Linked DNA regions of Mus musculus: regions 1 and 3 are each linked to region 2. The links are chromatin contacts, called in public HiChIP or PLAC-seq maps. All regions are on one chromosome and are shown on one strand. The core of a region is the stretch at or near the end of the contact, and the rest is flanking DNA. Distances in the headings are between cores, read along the strand shown.

Region 1 (4,665 bases), core at 26-2,525, 490 kb before region 2:
ACGCTTCCTGGAACACTGACAGGCAAGTTTTCAAATGCATATGGAATATTCACTTTCAAGTAAACTCATGGAAGGCAGCCTTGTGGTAAAAGGGCTTTAGTGTCTAACTTGGCTCTGATACCCACACTATAATCATTATGAGCTAGAATAAAAATCTACTTTAAAAAAAAAAAGATCAAGAGAGGGCCACATTGACACTTTGGTGCTTAAAATTTTCCTTCAATAGGGTTCCTTGGCTCTTGTGGGGACTGAGGCAGGGAAATCACAGTTTGAAGTCAACCTGACTATAGTACTGAGATTTTTTTTTTTAAGATTTATTTATTTATTATATGTAAGTACACTGTAGTTGTCTTCAGACACACCAGAAGAGGGAGTCAGATTTCGTTATGGATGGTTGTGAGCCACCATGTGGTTGCTGAGATTTGAACTCAGGACCTTCGGAAGAGCAGTCGGGTGCTTTTACCTGTTGAGCCATCTCACCAGCCCCCCAGTATTGAGATCTTATCTCAAACAAAAACAAAAGAAATAAACAGAAACAGGCCACCTAAGCCTGATCTCTTTACTGGGAGACAGTGTGTCAGTAGAAAGGGCACAGGCTTAGGATCAATCAGGTTAGTGCCTAGTTAAGTCATACATGCCCAGGCTACAAAGGTTCACAATAAATATCTGTGCTTCTGTTTCCTCACTAGTCATGGTTCTGAAATACTGGCTCCCTTATCTTCACCCCATGAACAATGTCCTGGTGAACTAAGTGATCCATGGGAAATACCCAGCTCACTGCCTGACACGCTAGAAGGTACCGAAACCACCAGCGTCCCCTCCCCCAAGCTGGTTCTCCCCAGTCCTGCTGAGGGTAAAGCCAGAAGTTCTTACTACACAATTCACAGGGTCCTCATGGCAGGAGGCCACAGGAATGGTACAGCTGGATTTAAAAAGATGACTAAATTATCCAACAATGGCAAATACATATAATAAACCTATCCCATGAGTGTTTTATTTGGTTTCAAGGCCCTGCTGAGCCCACATCCTGCTATCCCCTTAAACCTGGGGTCTGCAAGGCTTCTCACACAGGGAAAATTGGTGGTGCCCTCTCTCCCACTCAGACTTGCTTCTTGTGCCCTCTGCCCAAGGATGGCAATGTCACAAGGGCAAGGGAGCTGCACAATGCCCAGAGATTTATGAAAATACGCATGAGAAAGAGGGAGTGCTGTGTGGAGCGTGTCATGTGGGCAGGCCTGGTGCATGGGAGCAATTAGAGCCAGTTTGCAACAACTCAGTGCTGCTCTATTCAATTGCTTAAAGAATTGCCATGGCAACAGCAGCCACACATAGTAAAGTGGCAGCAAGATGGAGCAAACACTTGAAAAAGACTCTCTCGTTAACCCTCCTCCCTTCCCCAAAACGAATAAAGGGCCATTTTGCTTCTCTGAAATGGCCTTCCAATCAATGTCCACACTTTATACCAAAGTGGGTGACCAATGCCCATCCTCATTTTTGCCTTCTTGCTTTTATTTTATTTTAGGTATTAACGATGATAGCAGCCTTTTAATGAGCTCCTACTATGTCCTGGGCCCTGGGCTGGTGAAAATATCATTTAATGATTCCACCAGCTGGCATTACTGTGTGTAACTGTATCTGCACTGGGGACAATCAAAGTCCTGGATACCATCCCTGAAGGCTAGAGAGATGGAGTCACAGCACAGTTGCTTGAGAGGGTCAGCTTTAGTTGAGCCTTAAACCAGCATCTCACAAGCCCAGTTGTGTGCTAGGGACACAGATGACTAGGAAGTTCTTCCCCTCAGAAAGATCATCCAGTGGAGGAAACAGGCAAGATGTCCATGAGGAGGATACCACCTCCCATCAGCTGATGGGTAATCTGTTAGCTCTGTAGCCATACAAGTGATAGCACAAGGAACTGAGTGCTTAGACTGAGTTCCAGCAACATGCCCTGTGCTTTGTGGAGCATTTTACAATCCTGTCAAGAGCACCTCTCAAGACCATAGAAGGCAGTGCTTATTCATGGGTGGACTAAGATGTGGAATCAAACCTCACACAACTGTGACTTGCCTGAATCCAAGTCACCCTGATAACACACTTGTAGTGTTTACTCTGTTGTAGCTTCTGGCAGAAGGGTTGCAGTTTAGGTACATAGCTTATTCCTGGAACAGGACATTTGAAGCCAAGAGGCCCTTTGTGATCATAAAATTAGCCACAAAAAGGGCCAGTGAAAACCTGAGTGGCTGTTGCCGAAGCGCTCTGAGCAAAGGGCTCTCTGTTCCCCTTGTCCCCTCAGTGTGTGAGACAGGTTCAGGGGCCATTCTGGTGTGCTCCACATAACTGACATCATAGTGAATAGTGACTGGTCTCTCAGGCTAGAAGTCTGAGCTCTTCTGAGGTGACCACAGTTAAGTCATGAGACTCCATGAATGAGGAAACTCTTCATTCAGTCAGCTCTTTGTTCTTGAAGAAGCAGCAAGATAAAGGTGGGGACTAGAAGATGCAGTGAGGGAAAAGGAGAATGAAGGATCCACAGGCATTATGTGGGTGGAGTCACGCAACCATAATGGGCTGCCTTGGCACTGACTGACTGGTGTCTGTCTGAAGAAGGCTGCTCATGTCAACCTTGTCATGGGGCCTCTGACATAGCTACACATAGTAGGCATTCAAAAATGGTATTTGGATAAATAGACAAACCCCTCAAAAATATGCTTGAAACACAAAGAAAGGAGTCCAAATCTGTTTCAGTTTTGCCTGTGGGCTTGATGGCCTGGCTTGCTGTGGGGATAAAGTCAGTATGCACCTAGACATAAAGGTTGAAGGTCCACAGCGAATACAAACAAGCAAAGGCACTGAGGTGTAAGGCAATAAGTAGTGGAAAATACAGGCTAGATGCACCCTGTCTTCAACTGTTTGGAGGCCACCAATCACATGCTCACAATACACTGCTTGACAGATCAAACACATTAAGTGCAGAGTTTTCAATGTGTCACCCATGGGTAAATAGTCAGCCTTCTGAGAGAGGAATGGATGGACCTTCTGTCCTGTTTCTACAAGAAACACCTCAGACTGATGGAGGGCTCAGGCTGAGGTGGGAGTGGGAGTGGCTGTGATAGTTGTTGGCACCTGCTGTGGAAACTGAGGAGCAAAACCAAGTGTGTACCTCCAACATAGTTACCTTGCAAGAGAAAGCTGGTCATTTCAGCCTAAAATTTTGCACAGAGAACTATCCTGTAACTGGGAAAAGGATAAACAACTAACTACCATACAGCTTGTATTGTTTAGCCTCTTAGACACCGGTTTAAGAGAGGAAATGTTACTTACTTGTCTCATAGATAATAAATCTGATGCTCAGAAGAGGTGTGTATCTAGGTCATACTTTCCGGAGCAGTAGAATAAGGATCTGAAGCCAGGCAAGCCTCCCACTTACCCATGTGTATCAGTCAGAGTAGTGGCAAGGGTACCTAGGCAGTGGGGCAACCTTCAGAAAGAGCTCTGTGTTGGTGAGTAGTGCTCACTACTATTAGGGAGAATTCACCTGGAGCCCCAGTGGCCTCTGAAGGGTATCTGTGGAAGCCATGCCACCATAAAAATGCCACGGGACAGCACGCCATCAGAGCAGCACTCACCAATTTACGTGAGTAGGTGGCAGACAAATACAGCTAGCCAAGGTATCTTTAGTAGGACCCCTCTTTAGCTAATGGCCAATTCTTACCAATAACTGAACAATAATCACAGGAGCCACAGGGCAAATGGATTTAAGAACATGTGTCAAGCACAGGCCAAAACAAGGTACACTAGGGGCTGGAGAGATGGCTCAGTGGATAAGACTGCTCTTCTGCAGGTCCTGAGTTCAATTCCCAGAAACCACATGGTGGCTGACAATCATCAGTAACAAGATCTGGTGCCCTCTTCTGAAGTGTCTGAAGACAGCTACAATGTACTTACATAAAACAAATAAATAAATCTTTAAAAAAAAATTGTCATGTAGGCTGGGCTAGCTGGTATGTGAGCTCCCAACATCCCTTCTCTCTCTTTCTTTCTGCCTCCCATCTTAACACTGCTGTTTGTGTGTGCCCACACACACCATAACAACCAGGTTTAAAAAGTAATTTATTATTTATTTTTATTTTATGTACATTAGTGTTTTGCCAACATGTATGTCTGTGTGAGGGTGTCAGATTCCCTGAAGCTGGAATTACAGACAGCTGTGAGCTGCCACGTGGTGCTGGGAATCGAACCCTCATCCTTTGGAAGAACAGCCAGTGCTCCTAACTGTTGAGCACCTCTCTAGTCTCTACATTTAGCTTTGTATGTGTGTTCTGAAGATCTGAACCCCAGTCTTCATGGCTTATAAGGCAGTGATTTATAGACTAAGCCATCTTTCTAGTCCAAGTTGTTGCTTAGTCTTCCCCCATGGGCTGAGGTGTTCTCTGGGTTTTCATCTCACTCCGCTGGATATAGCTTGCTGACTTTCTTGTCAATTCCTCTTTGCTGGTTCTTTGTGTTTCCTTCTTGGCTTCATGCACTCTCTTTGGTGAATTAGCATCTAGACATCTGACACCTCTTAAACCTAAACCCCACCCCTACCCCAGACACATACCTAAGTTTTCAAAGGGAAAGCTTTTGGTTACCAACTGATGGGTCCCATCAACACAAGTAAAGTTG
Region 2 (4,704 bases), core at 1,770-4,269:
TGTCTATTAATATTGCTTAGTGGATTCATTATTAGCTAAGTGATATTTACTATAAAACATGAAAGTTAAAACTCAAAGCATTTACTGAGTTATTTTTAAGAAGACAAAGAACCCATTAGCTGTTCACATAAAAACAGAATCTTGGTCTGGAAAGAGAGCTTGCTACATGAGCCTGACCTGTCCCTGTAGAGGTGAAAGGAGACATGAATGCCATGCAGTTGCCTTCTGACCTTCACACATGTGCTGTGTCATGGCCTTCACCCTCCAGTAGTAGCAAATGAAGAAAAATACAAACAAGAACTTGGGGCTGGAGAGATAGCGCAATGATTAGCACTGGCTGCTCTTGCAGAAGACCCAGGTTGGGTTCCCAGCACCCACATGGCAGCTCGCACTATCTGAGACTCCAGGGCTCGGGGTACAGTGCCCTGTTTTTACTTCTGAGGGCTACTGCACACACATGATACACACATAAACTACAGGCATGCACACACACATAAACATGAAATTAAATAAATATTTTAAAAGCCCAACATAATCTTTATTAAAATGATTGTTTCCAAAAGAAAAATTTAAAGAGAAATGTGTTTTCATTTCATTTTTGAAGCTTGTGAGGAAGAAAGCTAGATCCTCTTGCTGGCTCTGGTCTTTAGTCTGCTGTGATAAACTGTTGATTGAACTCTGTGCAAAACATCTGGTCTCATGCAAATACACAGCTGGAAGAGGGAGGGCTTTGTCATAGTTTTAAACAAGATGATTGTATTATTTCTTGATCTTCCATCACAGCATGACAGGTAGGAGACTTTTTAAGAGGTTAGTTAAATGGAGGTTCCAGACCATACCATCTAAAAGTTTGGTGCTGGAAATTAAATCCAGGACCTTAAAGACACCAGACAAGTCTGCTACTGCTGAGAAACACACTAGCCCAGCTTGCTTGCGTGTACGTGTGTGTGTACACATATGTGTGTTTTTGTTGGAGACAGCCTTTGTGTTGTCTCTTGCAGCAGAAGAGCTCTGTGTACTTATCCCCCTGAGTCACCCAGCCTGTTAACAAAAAAAGCGTACAGAGGGGCGGCTAAATGCCTCAGCAGGTGAAGGTACTACAGCCAAACCTGGGAACCCGAGTTCAATCCTGGGATCCACAAGTTTGTGCTTTTGGCATCTGACATACACAAGCAGGCCATGAGCTGAGAGTTTAGTTGGTCCACTGAGTCAAGAGAAGCTCACAGGCTGAAGTCTATAAATCCAAAGAGGGAGGCCTTCTTAGTTAGGCCCAAAACTCAGAACCACACCAGGAATGTTCCTCCATTTGGCTCCCCTGGAACTAGAACCCACTAGTGTGACAACAAGGAATGTCCAGAGCCATAAATTATCTGCTCCATCGCATCAACAAGCTGATACTGAAGTAGGGTCTTGAAGGATGGATAGGAGTTTGACAGGCAGAGAATGGACCTTCTACGAAAATCAAATGTACGGAAGGAATGCAGCTAACTCGGGAGATTTGGTTAAACACTGAGGTGAAAACAGCTTCACCAATAGGTGATTACTCATCTAATCCCATGGTTGGCCAGATCCACAGATAGATGATCAAGGTTGGGAGGTACTGGTGGGAGGACAGTCATTGGTACCTTGCTTCTGAAGGACATACTTTGCTCCTGGGTCTTCTCTCTGTCTCTCTGTACCTGGTGTCCAGGACGCAAGCAGCTTTCCCTCGCTCTGGCCCTTCTGCCATGGTGTTTGTCTGGTAGCAATTTCCTCCGAATTGAAACATTCCACCACCTACCACCCACCATCCACCCTGAGGGAGGAGGCAGGCTAGTCAGATTCAAGAAGCTGTAAATCAGCTGAAATTTATAAGACACACAGGCCCCTTCCCAATGTTGTAGTCACACTCCCTTTGAGTCCCAGGCTATGGGGAGGGAGCAGGGGCGTTCATAGCAATGTGCTATCCTCATGAAACAATGGAGCAAGTTACCCAACTGTAACTGAGCCAAGATAAATCCTTCCTCTCTCAAGGTATTTTCTGAGATATTTTGCCAAAGAGATTTGTCAAGTTAGCTGGGCTCACCTGAAGCATACTCAGACACCTACACTAGCCCACAGTTCGAAGCTATCTCACACGCAGCCTGTTATAGAAGGAGGTGCTCCCTGTCTCACCAACTTTACTGAATCCTGCACTGAATTTGATGGCAGATGTGCACTCTGGTGCCATGGCAGGGGACAGCCACCATAAAGGAGCCATCTGTGTCAGTAACCATTCTCACTGCTGAGGCTTCCTTTCTATTCAGCCCAGGACCCTGGTCCAAAGAATGGAGCCACCCGCATGGGTCTTCCCGCCTCCATCAAACCTTCTGAAAAATCCCTCAGAGACAGACACAGAAGTGTGTCTCCTAAGCAATTCCAAATCCAGTCTGCTGGCCATGAAGATGAACTATCACATCATCTGCACCTGCTTAGCGCCTGTTGTATACAAGACAGAGGATGTCCACGTGTTTAAGATGATGGAGCAGCTCCTACCCCAGCTTTGAGGCGATCTGCATGGCCTTGGGCCAACCTTCCCTCCATTTTGGGTCTAAGTTTCTCCATTGGTAGCAAGTTCTGTTCGACTTAAAGGTCTTGGTCATCACACTCTGCCCATGTGCTCTGTCAGAGACCTACTCTTTGGTCCCAGACAAGCCCCTGCCCTCTCTCAACTCTAGTTTGCTCATCTGTAAAATGGGAGGTAGGGACAGCTTTCCCCCCGACCTATGAGCATGTGCCTTGCTCCCCACCTCCCTGCCCAGCCCAGGTTCCACAGTCCCTCAGCGTACTTAGCTTCTTCCACGAGGCTCATCAGGATGCAACATACTTTAAATAGCATCTGCATGACTGGCTGGGGTTTTTTTTTTTTTTTTTTTTTTTTTTCTTCCCAGAGAAGCTTTCTACAAAGTGTGCCAAGTGGCAGCTGTCAGGGCCGAGGTGGCATTTCCCTCAGTGATGCTGACAGCAGCTGTCCCGGCGCAGGCTGAATGGAATGGAAATGACATCATGTTTATTCAGGAAAGACGTTCCCAGGCCCAGATCAGTGTCAGCAAGATTCTGGGATGCAAGGAACGAACACTCGCCCGAGACCATCAGTCAGCGGGGCTCCTCTCTTGTTGCACACACGATGCTTCAAGCCATAAACACCTCACACACCAACGTGAACCATGCATGCTCCACCCTTTTACATTCATTTCTTGGAGACTTCCACGTGTACGACACCCCTCACACACATACTAACATGAGCCCCACACCCCACACATACACATCACACATATACACACAGTTCAAGCCACACCCTCTCACATTCAACACTCAAGGACCTCCATATACACCACATCCCTTACACAAACACATATCAACACAAGCATACACACCATACACAGCAACACAGTACGCAACACATCTCTCCACACTCAACACCCTCAACACCCACCTACACTGCCTACCCCCCATCTCACACATATGCAGATACACACACATGAGTCATATATCTCACATAATACACCCATACACAAACACACAATATAAACCATATACTTCATACATGCACATCTGAAAGGTGCATACCACACCCTATATACTCAACACCCACAGACTTCCACATACACCATACCCCTGGTACAGACCAGAACAGACTTCACACCTCACATATGTATCCCTGATGCACACTCTACATATTTCTCACATAAACACATGCCATCATGACACCCCCCCCCCCTACACACACATACCCCATAAACATAAATCACCAGAGGCTACATTACCATGGTATTATGGTAATATGCCATAGGGTCACAGACACAGACACACCCAGGTGACATACACAGATTATTGAGACCACTCACATTCTGCATTCAGAACCATGCCACTACCACACTCAGATGGGGGTTCTGCACAGGATGGAGAGAAACTCCAGCCCTAAAGATATCAGCGCTCTCTCTCTCTCTCTCTCTTCTGAGAGATGCCTACTGAACTACCCTGTCAGTCTTGGCTTATGTGAAGATTGAATGGTAGAGGTGATACCCTGTGCGAGAATAGCTTGAGCTAAATCCAGACCCCATTGCTCCTGCCACCTTCTAGGTATATGGATTACCTGTACTGAGCCCCTCGGTTCCCATGTCATTCAAACAAGAAGTGTTAGATACCTAGTGGCTCCCATGGGCTGGCTAGGTGGCTTCTGCCATGCTTTGAGACCTGTGGGACTGCATGAGGTTGTCGGTGAGTATGCTGTGGGCTGGGCCTGGCTCAGCATGAACAGTCCTCTGGTTCCACAACACAGGCCTGGCTATAACATGGAACATTGTGGGGATGAAGCAACAGAAGCTGAAGATGACTTATGCCTTAGCTTCCTGTCTCCTGTTTGTCAGAGTAAGTCCTAGGGCCAGCCCATGTTGGACTTGCGGCTGGCAGACACTTTTTACGTATCACTATTCCATCCTGCTGTGGAGCCCCATGGAAACACCCAGTCTCTCCCTGTGATGTTACAGCTATTGAGACATTACAAAGAAGAAGGAGGAGGAGGAGGAGGAGGAGGAGGAGGAGGAGGAGGAGGAGGAGGAGGAGGAGAAAGTCTTCTCTCTGTGTCTCTCTGTGTATGTGTGTCTCTCTCTTGTCTGTCTCCCTCCTCTCCCCTCTCCCTTTTCCCTCTCCTCTCCTCTCTCTCTTACTCTTGTTCTCTCTCTC
Region 3 (4,373 bases), core at 1,342-3,841, 430 kb before region 2:
TGGCTCCATTCTACTGGGAGTCCAGACTTACAGCAGATGTCAATGTGAACCCACTGTAAGCAAACTGGAGTCTGCTCCAAGAAGTGCAATGGGAATAACAATGATGATGGCAATGATAACAACCATGTAAAATTACCATGATTAATTAGCACAGGATGAATTCACAGTGGACAGGGACAGCAGGCATTAACTCAGGAATGAAGATGGCAGGTCTTGGAATCAGACCACTTCATCCAAGCCTTGCATCAGGACTGTGACTTCCAGCAAGTTCTCCTGAGCTGCCCAGCTGTGTTGTGGCTAGTGCAGCATGTGTGTCAGGAGCTCAGCACCAAGTCTGACTGTACTAAGTACCAGCACATGAGCTACTTTAGAAAGTTTCTCTACTTGTGATTTGACAAGTATGCCAATAAGGGGGGGGTTACAGTTCTGAGGAAACAGAGTTAAGCATATTTTCTGAGGAAGATAGACACTAGTAAGACTCTACTGTCAGAATTTTATGCTATTAAAATTAAGACTCCCAGTAGAGTAGCCTGTTCTCCTGACTCTGGCTCATGCTCTGAGGCTACACTATGTCTGAGCTCCAATTCAGCTTCCATGCTGTGGAAGTCTCTTAGCCCTTGTATCTGTTGAATTGGTACTCAATGAAGAAGTGATACCCACATCTAGGACAGTGGTTACCAGGAGGCTAGAGGAGGCTGGGTAGAGCTGCTGGCGTTGTAATGCCATCTCTCCATCTGAGTAGTGGGTACATGTTGTGTCCCCATCAAAGACTCACCATATACTTAGGACAGGTACACTTTCCCCATTAAATCTCATACATTAGCAAAAATTAGTAACATAGTCCCACCGGCTTATTTTGAGAATTAAATGAGTAAATATGTATTATGATATTTAGGATAGTGCCTGGTATATTTAGTACTAGTTACTAAACTGTCCTTGCTATAAAAATAAAACAATTCTATTAACAATTTCATAGACAGTACACAATACTGTCAGAAAACATGTAGGCAAAGACAGATACCTATAGGCTACAACTGCTTCTTTAGGCTATCCTGCCTTCCTTCAGAGAGGTGTAAAGCAGAGATTGACTGGGGTTCTACCGAGACACTTTCATGTTCCCAAGATAGCCTGGTGTGAGGCAGCAGTAGGATGGAGGAGCAGCAGCAGGAACAAGAGAGGCTGGTCTGGATCTTAGGGGCCTAGGACAGGCTTTTTAAAAACAGTTGAATCCCGTGTCATCTGTAATATAGGTACATAGATACTTGCTACATATGATCATAAGTGCATTTTTAAAAGAACAAATATGTATTTTGTGTCTGTGTAGTCAGTCATGACCAGAGTAATTTTGGACATCTACTCTGCACAGGCTCCCAGTGGCAGCACCAAAGAGCCCAACATGGGATAACTGGGGGTGGGAAAGGTGTGCAGGATGGAACTTAGTTTTTCTTTTTTATCTTGTTTACTATTATTGTTGTTGTATGTATGTATGCTATGGATCAGCATTTCGAGGGCAACCCTGGAGGGTCAGCTCTTTCCTTCTGCCATGTGGACTCCGGGATTAAACTCAGAATCTCAGGCTTGCACAGTAACTGCTTTTATCTACCAAGTCGTCTCTCGGGTTCCTGCATACTATGCTTTGTTTGTTTGTTTGTTATTTCCAGACAGGGTTTCTCTATGTAGGCTTGGCTATCCAGGAATTCACTATGTAGACAAGGCTAGCTTCGACCTCAGAGATCCAGCTGCCTCTGTCTCTGGAGTGTTGGCATTAAAGGCGTGTACTACCACCACCCAGAAACACACTGTTTTGATAGAACTCATATCCTCATTACCATGGCCACCATGGCTCACTCAGTTCATCCCTTTGGGAAAGGGTAAATGACTTGCCTCCTGCTCAGCTAAGATGCCCTCTCAAGCAAGTCTTTTCAATAGTGGGTTGCATTTGTTTGTTTGTTTCTTTGTTTTTAATTTTGAAGGTAGAGGATATAGTTAAAATGAAACCCAACCCAAATGACATCTCAATAGTTTGTTATCAAAAATTTATACTGAGTGACTACTTCTGGGTTTTATGTAGTCATTTCTCCTGCTAATTGGATGCCTGGGATTACAGAACTTGAAGGTCACAGAAAATCTTGAGGGACTGGCAAGTGACAGAAGCTCCTATGCATTCTGTATCCATCACCTCTGTCTGATGTCTGCAGCAACACAATGATAGCCACTCGTTGTGCACTTGTGTGGCCCAACCGTTTGTGTATATCATCTTAATCTCGGATACCCTTATATGACAAAGAGGGATCCTCAGGGTCTGAGAGTAAAAACACATAGCTCAGGAGCATGGGATTCAGCTTACACCGACACCACTCCCTACTTACTCTGACACAACTGTTTCTTCTGACAAATATAATAGACCTCAAGAGCTTTTGCTGGAGTATCAAACCCATTTGATAGATGAGAAAACCAAGGCTAAAGAGATGAAATAGTATGTCTGTGTTGTTAGAAGCACATGGTTGCAGTGTTCTTTGTACTACTCAGCACATATAAAATGTAGCCAAATGCATGCGCATATATATGAGCACATAACAAAGAACAGCTTGGGGATCCGGTGGCCTCCTAGGAGGAAAGCAAAGAAATAAGAGGAAAGAGGCAAGTATAGATGGGAAGAGGAGAGGCAAATGGGAACCTAAGCTCTTGATTCTCCTGAAATCTTGGGTACGAATAGAGGAAATGTGACATGTTTCTTCCCTTTCTCTGACCCAGAGGTCACCAAGCTGCCAAGCAGTTGATAAACGTGGTAGCTTTGTTTTGGAGCCAGGAGTCACTGATGGACTCCTTCCTGCCCCACAAAATTAAAATCGAAGTCCACAGCTCAGAGAGCCTTAAGAACCCACTGGAATTTCCCAGCATGCTTTAAATAGAAACAGAAGCTTGGCAGGGGAGGGAAGTGGGACAAACACTCCCAGGTCAGGGCCACCCCACCTCACATGGTAGTAAGCACTGATGCTCATTAACCCAGCTTGAGACCTCATCCCAGACCAGCAGAGGGCCTGCTCTCCAGTGGGGCCTCTTCTGAGTGGCCACTCACATTGGTTAGTCATTCACAAGAGCTGTTGGGCTAAAAGAACTCAGGGACAATTATACCATGATCTCTGAACTTCAGGGGCTGTTGGCCTCCTTTGTGATGGGCCCTAGGAAAATCTGACACAGAGTAGACCTTGCCTCAGTAGAGTACCCACAGGTACCTGGAGCTTGTTTGGGTGGCCAGAAAGCCCCAAGGTTGGTGTTTCAGCTTTTCACCTGCCACCTCTAGACAAGGCACACAGCTCTGGCTCCCCTCTTTGTGGGCTGGGAAACAAGACTGGGGGGAATCACTGACAAATGCACAGGTTCTCTCCAGAGACAGCCAGTTCAATATTGGTAGGCCCTCCCCCCTTTAAGCTGAGTTCTGCCATTTCTCCTTAAGCCACAATCTTCCAAGTCTATCCCAAAACAGCCTCTATACAGTGGAGTAGAGAGTGAAACTTCATACCCTTTACTCCATCATTGCTGGAAACTTTCATGTAAGAGTCAAGAAATTGACATTCTTTATTCCCTTTTTCTGTTGGTGGGACCGGGGAGAGAGTATTTAGTGAGACAGCCTGGCTCCTCCCTGCTTTTCTAGGAACTCTTCCTGACTCTAGCTCCTATAACAAGTTATGGTTTCCAACTCCTTAGTCAAGTACAAGGGACAACAGGTTCAGTGATACTTCCCATGGTGTTCTTCATGTGCTTGATTACTAGCCCCTTAAAATTATGGTTTTAACCTACCCTTTTCCATACAGACCTGCACCTAGAAAATGGCTTTATATTATAATCTAATTTAAAGTCTTCCCATATCCTTGTGCAGTAGACATTGGGGTCTCAATTCATAAACAACAAACTAAAGTTCTAAAATAAGTGACTGAGCTTGGGAATGTCCCACATAGAGCCTGGGCCATTTATTATAAGATGACACAGCTGGTGCTGAGCAAACACTGAGGACAGTAGCTGCGTCATACCTACCTCTTCTGGCCACCACAGATAGGTTGCTAAATAGGTAAGTGGGCCCTAAATTAAGATTAGTATAATAACTGCTTTTGCATGTTAAAATATTTCATACAGAGTAGCAACATGACTCAAATCCTTGCCTTTCACTGTGTGACTTTGGACAAGTGACATAACCCCTCTGTGTGTAAACTTTATCACCTGGAAAACAGAGCTATCAATACCAGAACAGACTTGTTAGGAAAATTAAATAGTGAGTTTGTAATGTATCTATCTGCTACTTCATAACAGTACCCATCCGATTTGAAACAACGAGGAGTGGATTTAGGAGCTTCACCAGGAGTGTAAGAGGATGT

The links. HiChIP or PLAC-seq counts read pairs in DNA pulled down with a chosen protein or histone mark.
Region 1: a contact with region 2 is called in an H3K4me3 HiChIP or PLAC-seq map of embryonic basal ganglia, with 6 times the contacts expected there. The contact joins two enhancer-like sites. A contact is called at or near these places in 1 of 15 datasets of contacts at CTCF or cohesin (the NIH/3T3 cell line), 2 of 484 Hi-C or Micro-C datasets (bone marrow-derived macrophages and embryonic fibroblasts), 1 of 115 datasets of contacts at active chromatin or transcription factors (embryonic basal ganglia) and 1 of 9 other capture datasets (embryonic stem cells).
Region 3: an H3K4me3 HiChIP or PLAC-seq map of embryonic basal ganglia shows a contact between it and region 2, with 4 times the contacts expected there. The contact joins two enhancer-like sites. A contact is called at or near these places in 2 of 484 Hi-C or Micro-C datasets (the BV-2 cell line and bone marrow-derived macrophages) and 1 of 115 datasets of contacts at active chromatin or transcription factors (embryonic basal ganglia).

The regions. Positions count from the first base shown.
Region 1 is chr2:37,907,651-37,912,315 of GRCm38.p6, forward strand. All of the region lies in intron 13 of Dennd1a (DENN/MADD domain containing 1A), which reads right to left. Among named protein-coding and RNA genes, the nearest start is that of Crb2, 130 kb to the left of the region's middle. Within about 2 kb of position 1,276, at least 47 of the 459 cell types and tissues checked have an H3K27ac peak or open chromatin away from gene starts, as enhancers often do. A contact at or near this core is called in embryonic basal ganglia, where this site is marked.
Region 2 is chr2:38,392,407-38,397,110 of GRCm38.p6, forward strand. No RefSeq gene overlaps it. Among named protein-coding and RNA genes, the nearest start is that of Gm13584, 26 kb to the left of the region's middle. Within about 2 kb of position 3,020, at least 19 of the 459 cell types and tissues checked have an H3K27ac peak or open chromatin away from gene starts, as enhancers often do. A contact at or near this core is called in embryonic basal ganglia, where this site is marked.
Region 3 is chr2:37,967,355-37,971,727 of GRCm38.p6, forward strand. The region is part of intron 11 of Dennd1a (DENN/MADD domain containing 1A); the gene reads right to left. Among named protein-coding and RNA genes, the nearest start is that of Crb2, 190 kb to the left of the region's middle. Within about 2 kb of position 2,592, at least 18 of the 459 cell types and tissues checked have an H3K27ac peak or open chromatin away from gene starts, as enhancers often do. A contact at or near this core is called in embryonic basal ganglia, where this site is marked.